3 separate regions of the Mus musculus genome follow, and all the other regions are linked to region 3. Evidence: chromatin contacts called from public Hi-C data. All regions are on one chromosome and are shown on one strand. Each heading gives the region's core, a stretch centred on a gene start, on an enhancer-like site or on the middle of the called end of the contact. The rest is flanking DNA. Distances are from core to core; before and after follow the strand shown.

Region 1 (2,897 bases), core at 318-2,817, 120 kb before region 3:
AGATGATGCTATGGTAGACTCAGAAGGATTGTCTGTGCTACAAACCTGAACTAGGCCGCTGTTCACACCGTAGCTGGCGCCTGTTATATAGATCAAGCACTGGGGGTTAGTGGGTGAACAAAATCAGTACTAACACAAGATGGCAGGGGCAGCAGCACCAGGAGAAGGTGGATCAGCACCACTAAAACTGCAAACTGATGACGGACAGGCAGTGTGACAGGCCCCAAGCTGACCTCAGCTATGGCTATGGCAAAATATGTATTTTAACTGTCATTCAGAGGGGTTTGGTTTCTTTAAACCAGATTACTTCTCTCCATTTGTAAGAAAAATGAGAAATGACAGAAAATCATTGTCAAGTCAACAGCTTTAAAATGTGAACTAAGGTGCACCACTTGCTGTGCAAGTACAGGGACCAGAGTTCAAATCCCCAGAATCCACATAAAATCCATGTGCTTACATGTGCACCTATCACCCCAGGGCTGAGAAGTGGGGCAGGCCAATCCTGGGGGCTGGTTAGCCAGCTGATCTACCAGGGTCAGTGAGAGGCCCTCTCTCAAGAAGGCAGGAAGCGACAGACGGCAACAAAACCACTATCTTCCGCATATATAGGCACAACTGAGTGCTCACATACACACGTACATGCACAAACACACATACTAATCTCAAGGCTCTAACATAGGAATAATAAAAATATTTCTTCACATATGTGTGTATGTGTATATGTGCATGTTTGCATGTGTAAATATATGTCTATGAGCAGGTACACATGTGTTTGTGTTTGTATGCATGCACACGCTTGTGTGCAGAGGCCTAAGGTAGGAATCAGATGTCATCTTACCCTGTAGCTTATATACTGAGGCAGAGTCTCCCACTGAACCCAGAGCCAGCTCTTTAACTAGCCAGAGTGCTGTGTGGAGCTCCTGTCTCTGCCCTACCATGTCCTGCAGTCACAGGTGAGCCACCACACACCTCAGTTTTTACTTATGTTCTGGTGACCTGAACCCTGACCCTCATGCTTGGCAACGAGCAGTCCTGATGATAGAAATCTTAAACAAGTTCCTCTGAATGCCTCACACACGGTTCTCATTTGCTTTAGCAAAATGAAGACAGAAGACATAATAAAAGCACTCTCTGAAGTAACGCACAGCAAGGCTTTACACTCAAGCTCATGGAGATTCCTGCACGTGCTACAACCCAGGCAGCCTGGGGGTTTCTCTTACAGCACTTGTCCATGGCAAAGTCAGATCTGAAGAAAAATTCACTGAATTCCTGAGCCCTTCTCTGTTTGGCATAAGAATTGCTTTGGACCAGATGCCCCCAACAATGTTTCCTGCATGACATGACTGAGCATAAAGATGCCATTGTCTCCAGAGATTTGCTGAGGTGCTTGTGAGCCAAGGTTACACTGCACCAGAGCCCATTCTTTGAGCTTGGCGGCAAGCACGGTATCAGTTGGCATTCTCCGCATCAAGACGGTACACTGCCTTTTTTCTCTGTGCTCTTTTCAGTGAGTCCCCCTTCAGATCACAAAGCTGAAACACTCACTCTGTGACAGGTATCCCAGGAAATGACAAACACACAAGAGACAGGAAACCAGGGAGCATCAGCCACTGTGGTTTGCTTGAGCCTTGCATAGCACTACAATGTGCAATTAAATAATATGGTCCCAAGAGCTGAGGTTGGACTTTAGAGATTACTTATTTTACTATTTTTAATTATGTGTACATGTGTGTCTGTGTGGGTGTGTATATGAGCACAAGTGCCCTCAGAATTCAGAGCCACCAGATGTGGTGTTACAAACCCACTTGGGGCCTCTACAAGAACAGTAAACTACCTCTCTAACTCTAGGAGACTACTTCCTCCTTCCTCCCTCCTCCTCCTCCTCCTCCTCCTCCTCCTCCTCCTCCCCCTCTCCTCCTTCTCCTCCTCCTCCTCCTCCTCCTCCTCCTCCTCCTCCTCCTCCTCCTCCTCCTCCTCCTCCCCCTCCTCCGGCTATGACATAGTGAGTGCTCAGAACAAACCAGAGACTTGTGGACATATGAACATCACATTTCAGTAAATAGCAGACACTCCTTCCTTCTCAGAATAGCTACAAGGGCTAAAGAGATTTAAGCTGTCAGTAATCAAGGAAAAACATGAAAAAAAAAAACTTGTTCAAATGTTGGTAATAAATGTACTTGAGGCCCAGTGCTCATGAAAGCTGTCAGTGAGCAGCTTAATGTATGTAATGCCCTATAACCTCCAACTTAATGTATGTAGTGCCCCATAGCCTTCAACTTTCAGAACTGGTCCAGCTTGCTCCCAGCATTATCCAGACCTTGCCTGCCTTACACATGGGTCATGTCACCTCAGCAATAACCATTCTCCCTTCCTCCACAGTCTTCTGTGCTAACAGAGCGACTCCATTTGAAAAACGAGCCACACACACACACACACACACACACACACACATACACACACACACACACGCCCAGATAAAAGCCATAACCTGAAAACATACTATTTGAGCTCCTTCCTACTCTGAATGCCTCTGGAATCTTCTCTCTCACCTCTCTCTCCTCTCCTTTCCCGCACATGCCAGGCCTGGCCTGATGGAGGCTGGCTCTGCTGCCTCTTCCTGTATACTCTAATCGTGACTCTCACTCAATGCTCATCTCAGGGATGCTTAGCTCTGGGATGCTCATCTCCGGCAAGCCTCTTGTCAGGGCTTTCCTGGCACTGTCTCACTATTCCCAGGACACTTCCTATTCAGTTGCTCACTTGATTTCTTCCCCTCACATGTGTCACTGATTTGTGCATTTCTATGCAGCTCACTGTGGTGCCTTCTTCCAGGAGCATGTCACCATGAGTGCAGAAGTACTCCTCCTTACCATCAGATCATCACTGCCGAGAGTCTG
Region 2 (2,843 bases), core at 97-2,596, 86 kb before region 3:
CCTCCCCCAAATCCTGAAATTATTACACATACATTATTCTATGTCTTCACTCCTTTCTTACTGTATACACTTAGAATAGGATTTCTAGGACCAATGGCAAATTTTAAATTAATTCTTCTGCCCCAGTACTCTGATTTTCGCTGGCTACAGGACCTCCTCTGAGGCAGATGAGATGCTCCTGTGTTGGCAGCATCCTCACTCATTTCTGTCTTTCCAACCTCAGGACAAGACACATCCACAAACAGGAACTTCACACTCCCAGCACTCCTCCTTCTCCATGAGGCTGGGTGACAAGTATGACTGGAACATTCACACACAATATGGAAAAGACAAACAGTGCCTCCTGGCCATGCTCAATGGACCCAGAATCTCTTATCTGCTGTAGGTACCGAGAGCCACCTGCAGTGTGGAGGGATCCTCAGTCCTAAGGCCATGCTGGGGAGCTGGGGCACTTTTCCCATGAGTCTTTGAGACAGTCTCTTGCTGAAGAGCAAGGTTGTTCATGAAATGGAATTTGCATTTAAAAAGTCATGGCTACCACTTTCACACCCTGATGGGATCTCAGTTAGCTGGAGGAAAAGAGAACTCCTCACCCATGAGTCCTCTTACAATCCATCACTCAGACTCTCCACAGAGGAGGAGGGAAGTAAAGGGCAAGCTACTGTGAAGGGTCCCCTTCTTAGTGACTGGAAAAGGAACCAGTCGGAAGGACCAGCTCTGAGGGTGCAAAGACATACACATGTGGTTTGAGTTCTATCAGCTTTGGATGCTGTCAAGACCTTTTGTCAGTTCTTTATGCTAAGATTTCTGAAGACTTTTCTTTAGCTAACCTGACTTAACCACCTACAACCCGAGTCCTGGTCCTTCGTGTAGGGTACACAGCGACAACAGGGTCTTCTCCATCACAGTGTTTTCCACTGCTCCACCAGTGTTTGAAGTCTGAGCTGGCTTGTAGCACCGAAGTTGCGGGTTCTTCTCTACAAGACAACTCCATTATGGAAGGCTCTCCACCAGGCTCAAAGGCCCGCTTGTATATCTCCAAAAATAGGACAGTGAATGGAACCTCTAGAGAGGCTTCAAGTCTAAATTGCCAGCTTCTCATCGCTACCAATGCCAGAGCAGGGTTTTGGTTTCAGCTCTAAAAATAGGAGCTGGCATCTTTAAAAACCTCCAGCCTCCTCCTGTCAGCTTTGACTGTAATTACAAGGAAGGACTCTTACCTTGAAAGGAAAATAGGATGGTGCTTGGGCCTAACAAAAGAAGGCAGCAACCTCAGTTAGATTCCCTCCTTCCAGAGTGCTGATAATTCCACATCAATAGCCACTCCATGCTGGAGTGACTCATGAGAGCCACCAGATGGCAAACAGATTACTACTATCTTATCCAAGGGAATCAAAGGCTGGCCTGGTCTGAAGGACACCGTAGCAGCAAAAGCACTAATACCAACAGCCTCGGGCTGACTCGACGTGTTCACCTCCAAAGCTGCCTTGGGCTGACGTCATGTGTTCACCTCCAAAGCAAAGGGATCCCAGGACTCCTGACAGGCTCTGTGCAATGCGGAGCATCTGGCCAGACAGCAGACAGCTGAGGAAGGGAGGGTTCCACAGCAAGGGGTGACCAGCGCAGCCCCTTCCTGTGGCTGCTGGATATCATGGTAAGCAGGCTACTTCCATCCAAACTGGAAGACAGCTACACCCAGGGATACCTATGTCTCCTGTGTTTCTCATTTGATTTCCAACCTGTTTAATAAAGACTACAAACTCATGTGGCCAAACACAATGTGCATGTGTTTGAGCATGCATGTGTGCTGTGTGTTATCTAATATACACATATTTCAATGGTTGAATATTCTTACATACATTTCTGATTATGGTGTTTGGGGTTTTAGGGACCCCCCTACTCCACTTTGTCTATCCTTACACACAGAGGATGTCCTAACAAGATGCTGATGCCTTCTAGAGCACAGCCATGTAATGTTAAAGACGTCACATGTGTTAGAACACATGTTAGCCTGCTCTTCTGTTACTGTAACAGAGGACCTGAGCTGGGCTAACTTTATAAGAAACAAGGTTTCTTCCCATCACAGTTCTGGAGTATCTCCAGTGAGAACTCATGCTCACAAGAGCTGTGATGACATCGCCAAACAGGAAGCTAGGCTGGGCTTAGGGAAGAACATACTCCCAGTGAGACACACCAGAGTAAGTGTGCAAACTCCAGGTAGAACTGGTCATGTCTAGGTGGTTGGCTGATTGGTACAGGGGAACAGAGAGAGCTGGGGCTTCCAGCAGCGCCAGGACCTTGCTGTCTGTACTCTACTGCAGCACCACCCAGAAGTATCTGGAGCATGCCTCACAGCCAAGTGAATGAGAAAGACTACACATATCCTTTTGCAAATACATCAGTCAACATTCTGTTGATACAGAATGTGGGATGCTTGGTTACCTAGAACACTGGAGACACCAACACTTACTTGTTCATGAAACAAAATTAAAAACAAAAAGATCCAGAAACATTAAAAAGAAAGTTTTATGAAACTAAAATTTACAAATGCAAAACACAAAGCATGAAACAAAGCCTTTAAGGTCAACAGAGGGTAAACAAAAGTCTGAACCTGGATGGAGCAGGCAGACAGTGGTGGTGTTCCAGAGTTCCTGGGGCCCAGGGGGGCATGGATGAGCCTCCAATACTTGGTGCACATCCATAGTGTCTTGCTAGCTACCACCAGGAGGAAGGCCATTAGCTTTGGTGCTGAGTCAAGGCCAAGCCCTGCAAGAACAGTGCTCCCTAGAATAGTGCTCCCTACAAGAACAGTGTTCCCCAGAGCTCTCTATAGAATGCAGCTG
Region 3 (3,114 bases), core at 207-2,706:
GATATTTACATTATCCATTTGCCTTCAAAAAAATCAAGAGGGTGGTGGGAGCCTCTGTTTCTGTTCAAACCCACATCCACACACCTGCTCTTGGTTAGATCTCTGGGAAAGGGGGAATGCCACATATTTTGGCCTTATTAGAATTATTTGAGACTCAGTTAGCTTACATCAGGCTCCTGAGTAGTTCCGGGCATCAGTACCACCCAGGTGTGGCTGAACTAAGAGAACCTATTACATATTCTCAGAATTTCATTTTTTGGAGTGTGGGGTAGAGGGCAGGATGGGAATTGAACCTAGGAACTAATGCATAGATGGCCCCTGCACAACACAGCTCCAGCTGTAGGCAGCTTGTCACAAGCACAAAGAGCTAGGCTAGTTCATACACTTTCTCCTGACCGGAGGAACCTGCCCCCAGCCAAGGGAAACATCCCTTATGCAACACCAGGATGCCTCTATTTGTTTAATCACAGTGAGTGCCATAGTTCTGAATTCTATTTTTAAAGCGCAGTCTTGGACTTACTTGCTAGCTGCTGACTTTCATTTGCCTGTACTGAGCTTTACTCTTTATCACTTTCACGCATTTGCTCACGTCCCTTAACCAGGAAAAAAATTATTAAAATAATCCCACTCGAGGGTGTGCCTCCTTGCCTGTATGTGCACCATATACATTAAGGTGCTCTGAGGCCAGAAGAGGGTGTTGCTCCCCTGGAACTGGAATTACAAGCAGTTGTGGGGCTCCACATGGATGCTGGAAACAAACCCATTCTCTTCTATAGGACAGTATGCACTCTTAACCACTGAGCCATCCCTCGAGCCCTCTCCCCTTTAAATTTATTTATTTTAAAGACAGGGTCTCACTGTGTAGCTCTGGCTGGCTAATCAGGCTAATCCAACTCACAGAAATGTGTTTGCCTCTGACTCCCAAGTGTTTTTGAAGGGTGTGGACCACCATATCGAGCTCATGAGAATATTTTTATGAGCCCTCAGCCCTCTATCATTTTAGAATGGATTCTAGGAAGTGCTCTCCCTCTCTCCCTCCCTCGCCCCTCTCTTCTGTGGTCTGTGGGGATGATGATGGTGGTGGTGGTGATGGTGGTGGTGTGTGTGTAATTCTAGTACCCACACATAAGCTCTCAGCCTTCCGGAGTCTAGAGTCTGGCAGGGTGGAGTGCAAGTTCCTAGAGGCCACCACCTGAAAGTAAGGGCTGGAGGGTCCAGCACCACAGGATGCGCACTTCTGCCACTCAGGCTATTTCTGGCTGGGGTCTCACTCCAGGCTACCTACGGCTTGCCTAGCGCCCCGTCCAGGGCAGTCCACACGGGCGGAATGACGCATTAATGGTCATTATTCCGACGGATGACTACCTAGGCTCCCGCGGCGTCGGGCTGACCTTCCTTACCAGTGCCCCCGCCTCCGCGCGACAGGCGGGCAGCGCATGCGTGTCTGCGAGGCCGGGCCGCTGGGACGCCGAGCCTGCGGTGGCGCGGCCGCGCCCTCGGATCGTCCCAGCGGGCGGACGACGCATGCGCGGGCGGTGCGGTCTTAAGGGCGGCCGCGGCCCGGGGCCGCCCAGTCGGCCTGTCAGCCGGCTTCGAGGTGTGTCCCTGCGCTTGCGCGGCGGCGGTGATGAAAGCGATGGCGGCGGAGGAGGAGGTGGACTCGGCAGACGCCGGTGGAGGGTGAGGATCACCCGGGAAGGGGGGGACGACGTGGGTCTCGTGCGCTCTGGCGACCCCGGGCGGCCAGCCGAGGGAAGGCGCGGGCGCCCGCTCTCTCGACCCGTCGGGGCAGACAGGCCCGGTCAGGGCCGCGGGGCTGCGGGGAGGGAAAGCGGCTGCTGTTGACGGCCGTCCCGGTGATCCCGAGCGCGGCGGAGCTCAGAACTCCGCGCCGGGAGCCGTGCGTCGCCAGGGTGGGAGAAGGCGTCGGACTCGGAGCCTCGCGGGACAGCCGATCGCCGCCGGTGCGCCTGGGGCGCTTGCGTCCCACCTCCCGCTGCCCCGTGCGTGCGCTCCCGTGACCCGGCGGTCTGGCTTCACTAGCCCTGGCAAACTTTGTGAAAGTTGAAGGGCAGATGCCTAACAGGAAGGAAGCCCTTAAGTTGTTGTTGTTGTTGTTTTGTTTTTTTTGGAAACCGGAGTCACTCTATGTAGCCCTTGCTGGCCTGGAAATCTGTAGACCAGGGTAGCTTTTCAACTCTGCAGAGACCCAATCCTTTTGCCTCAGCCGTCCAGTGCTGAGATCACATGTGTGAACCACCACACCCAACTTCTTCATAGACATAGTAAGTTATTCTTTTTTGTTTTTGATATGTCATGCCCTTGTGAGTAGAACAATGCTTGGTGGAAAAATTAAATTACTATGAAAGTTATTTCACTGATTCTCAAAAGGCTACTTGTTTTATATGGACGGGACTATACATCTCCTTTATAAATTATTTTGACAGTTGTACTTCAGCTATTTGGAGACATTTGTATGGGAAAGATAACCATAGGGTAAATAGATTATGGTAATGTGAAAGTAAGTATTTTGGAAAGATGTTAGGGGAGGAATATTTTTGAAATGCTAGAAACTACACTCTTCAAGTTTTGTTTAAGTGATAATTAACAAGTGGAGCCACTGTTTTGGTCTGTTGTTGAACTTCCTAGTTATATTGACATGAAATACAGAGTGTCATGTGGTACAACTAGGACCTGGTAGCTTGGGTTTCTATTAAATTTGTCAGGACATTTTTCTGGCTCTGAGAATTCTAACTTGTGGGCCCTTTTGGTCTTGATACTGTGAGGCTCAGGAATCCATAGCACAACGGTGAGAGTGACATGGCTCTGATGATGGCTGGAGGTCACTGAGGGCAAGACTGGTTACAGTCCCTAGTCAGAGGTAGACCTCTCTGGTATTTTTGGCAGGACCCGTGAGCAGTGCTGGATAACCATGCAAACAGAAAGAAGGCTAGGTTCTTGCTGGGTGCTCCCCCAGTGTGGTCATGATAATCCTAGAGTCTCCCCTGTGAGTAGATCTGACCACTCCCATTTTCATTTGGAACCGCCACTACCAAGAAGCAGAGCTAACTGGAACCTGCTCCTTTAGGTGTCTGCATTCAACTTTAAGGCGTT

Evidence for each region. A called contact is a pair of places that touch in the nucleus more often than the background predicts.
Region 1: a contact with region 3 is called in a Hi-C map of Sertoli cells, with 3 times the contacts expected there. The contact joins the enhancer-like site here to the promoter of Abhd5 in region 3. A contact is called at or near these places in 2 of 39 promoter capture datasets (the C10 cell line and neutrophils), 1 of 484 Hi-C or Micro-C datasets (Sertoli cells), 3 of 115 datasets of contacts at active chromatin or transcription factors (bone marrow-derived macrophages, effector CD8 T cells and embryonic stem cells) and 2 of 9 other capture datasets (adipose tissue and liver).
Region 2: a Hi-C map of cerebral cortex shows a contact between it and region 3, with 4 times the contacts expected there. The contact joins the enhancer-like site here to the promoter of Abhd5 in region 3. A contact is called at or near these places in 6 of 39 promoter capture datasets (cranial neural crest, liver, macrophages and 3 more), 1 of 15 datasets of contacts at CTCF or cohesin (the NIH/3T3 cell line), 7 of 484 Hi-C or Micro-C datasets (LSK cells, the N1E-115 cell line, bone marrow-derived macrophages and 4 more), 7 of 115 datasets of contacts at active chromatin or transcription factors (the SCID.adh cell line, bone marrow-derived macrophages, embryonic stem cells and 4 more) and 3 of 9 other capture datasets (adipose tissue, liver and pancreatic islet).

Annotation. Positions count from the first base shown.
Region 1 is chr9:122,226,049-122,228,945 of GRCm38.p6, forward strand. All of the region lies in intron 11 of Ano10 (anoctamin 10), which reads right to left. Among named protein-coding and RNA genes, the nearest start is that of Mir8106, 47 kb to the right of the region's middle. Within about 2 kb of position 1,568, at least 23 of the 459 cell types and tissues checked have an H3K27ac peak or open chromatin away from gene starts, as enhancers often do. A contact at or near this core is called in Sertoli cells, where this site is marked.
Region 2 is chr9:122,264,590-122,267,432 of GRCm38.p6, forward strand. All of the region lies in intron 4 of Ano10 (anoctamin 10), which reads right to left. Among named protein-coding and RNA genes, the nearest start is that of Mir8106, 8.0 kb to the right of the region's middle. Within about 2 kb of position 1,347, at least 16 of the 459 cell types and tissues checked have an H3K27ac peak or open chromatin away from gene starts, as enhancers often do. A contact at or near this core is called in cerebral cortex, where this site is marked.
Region 3 is chr9:122,350,160-122,353,273 of GRCm38.p6, forward strand. Abhd5 (abhydrolase domain containing 5) reads left to right here and starts at 1,457. Exons shown (of 7, transcript NM_026179.2): 1 at 1,457-1,680. The coding sequence starts at 1,628.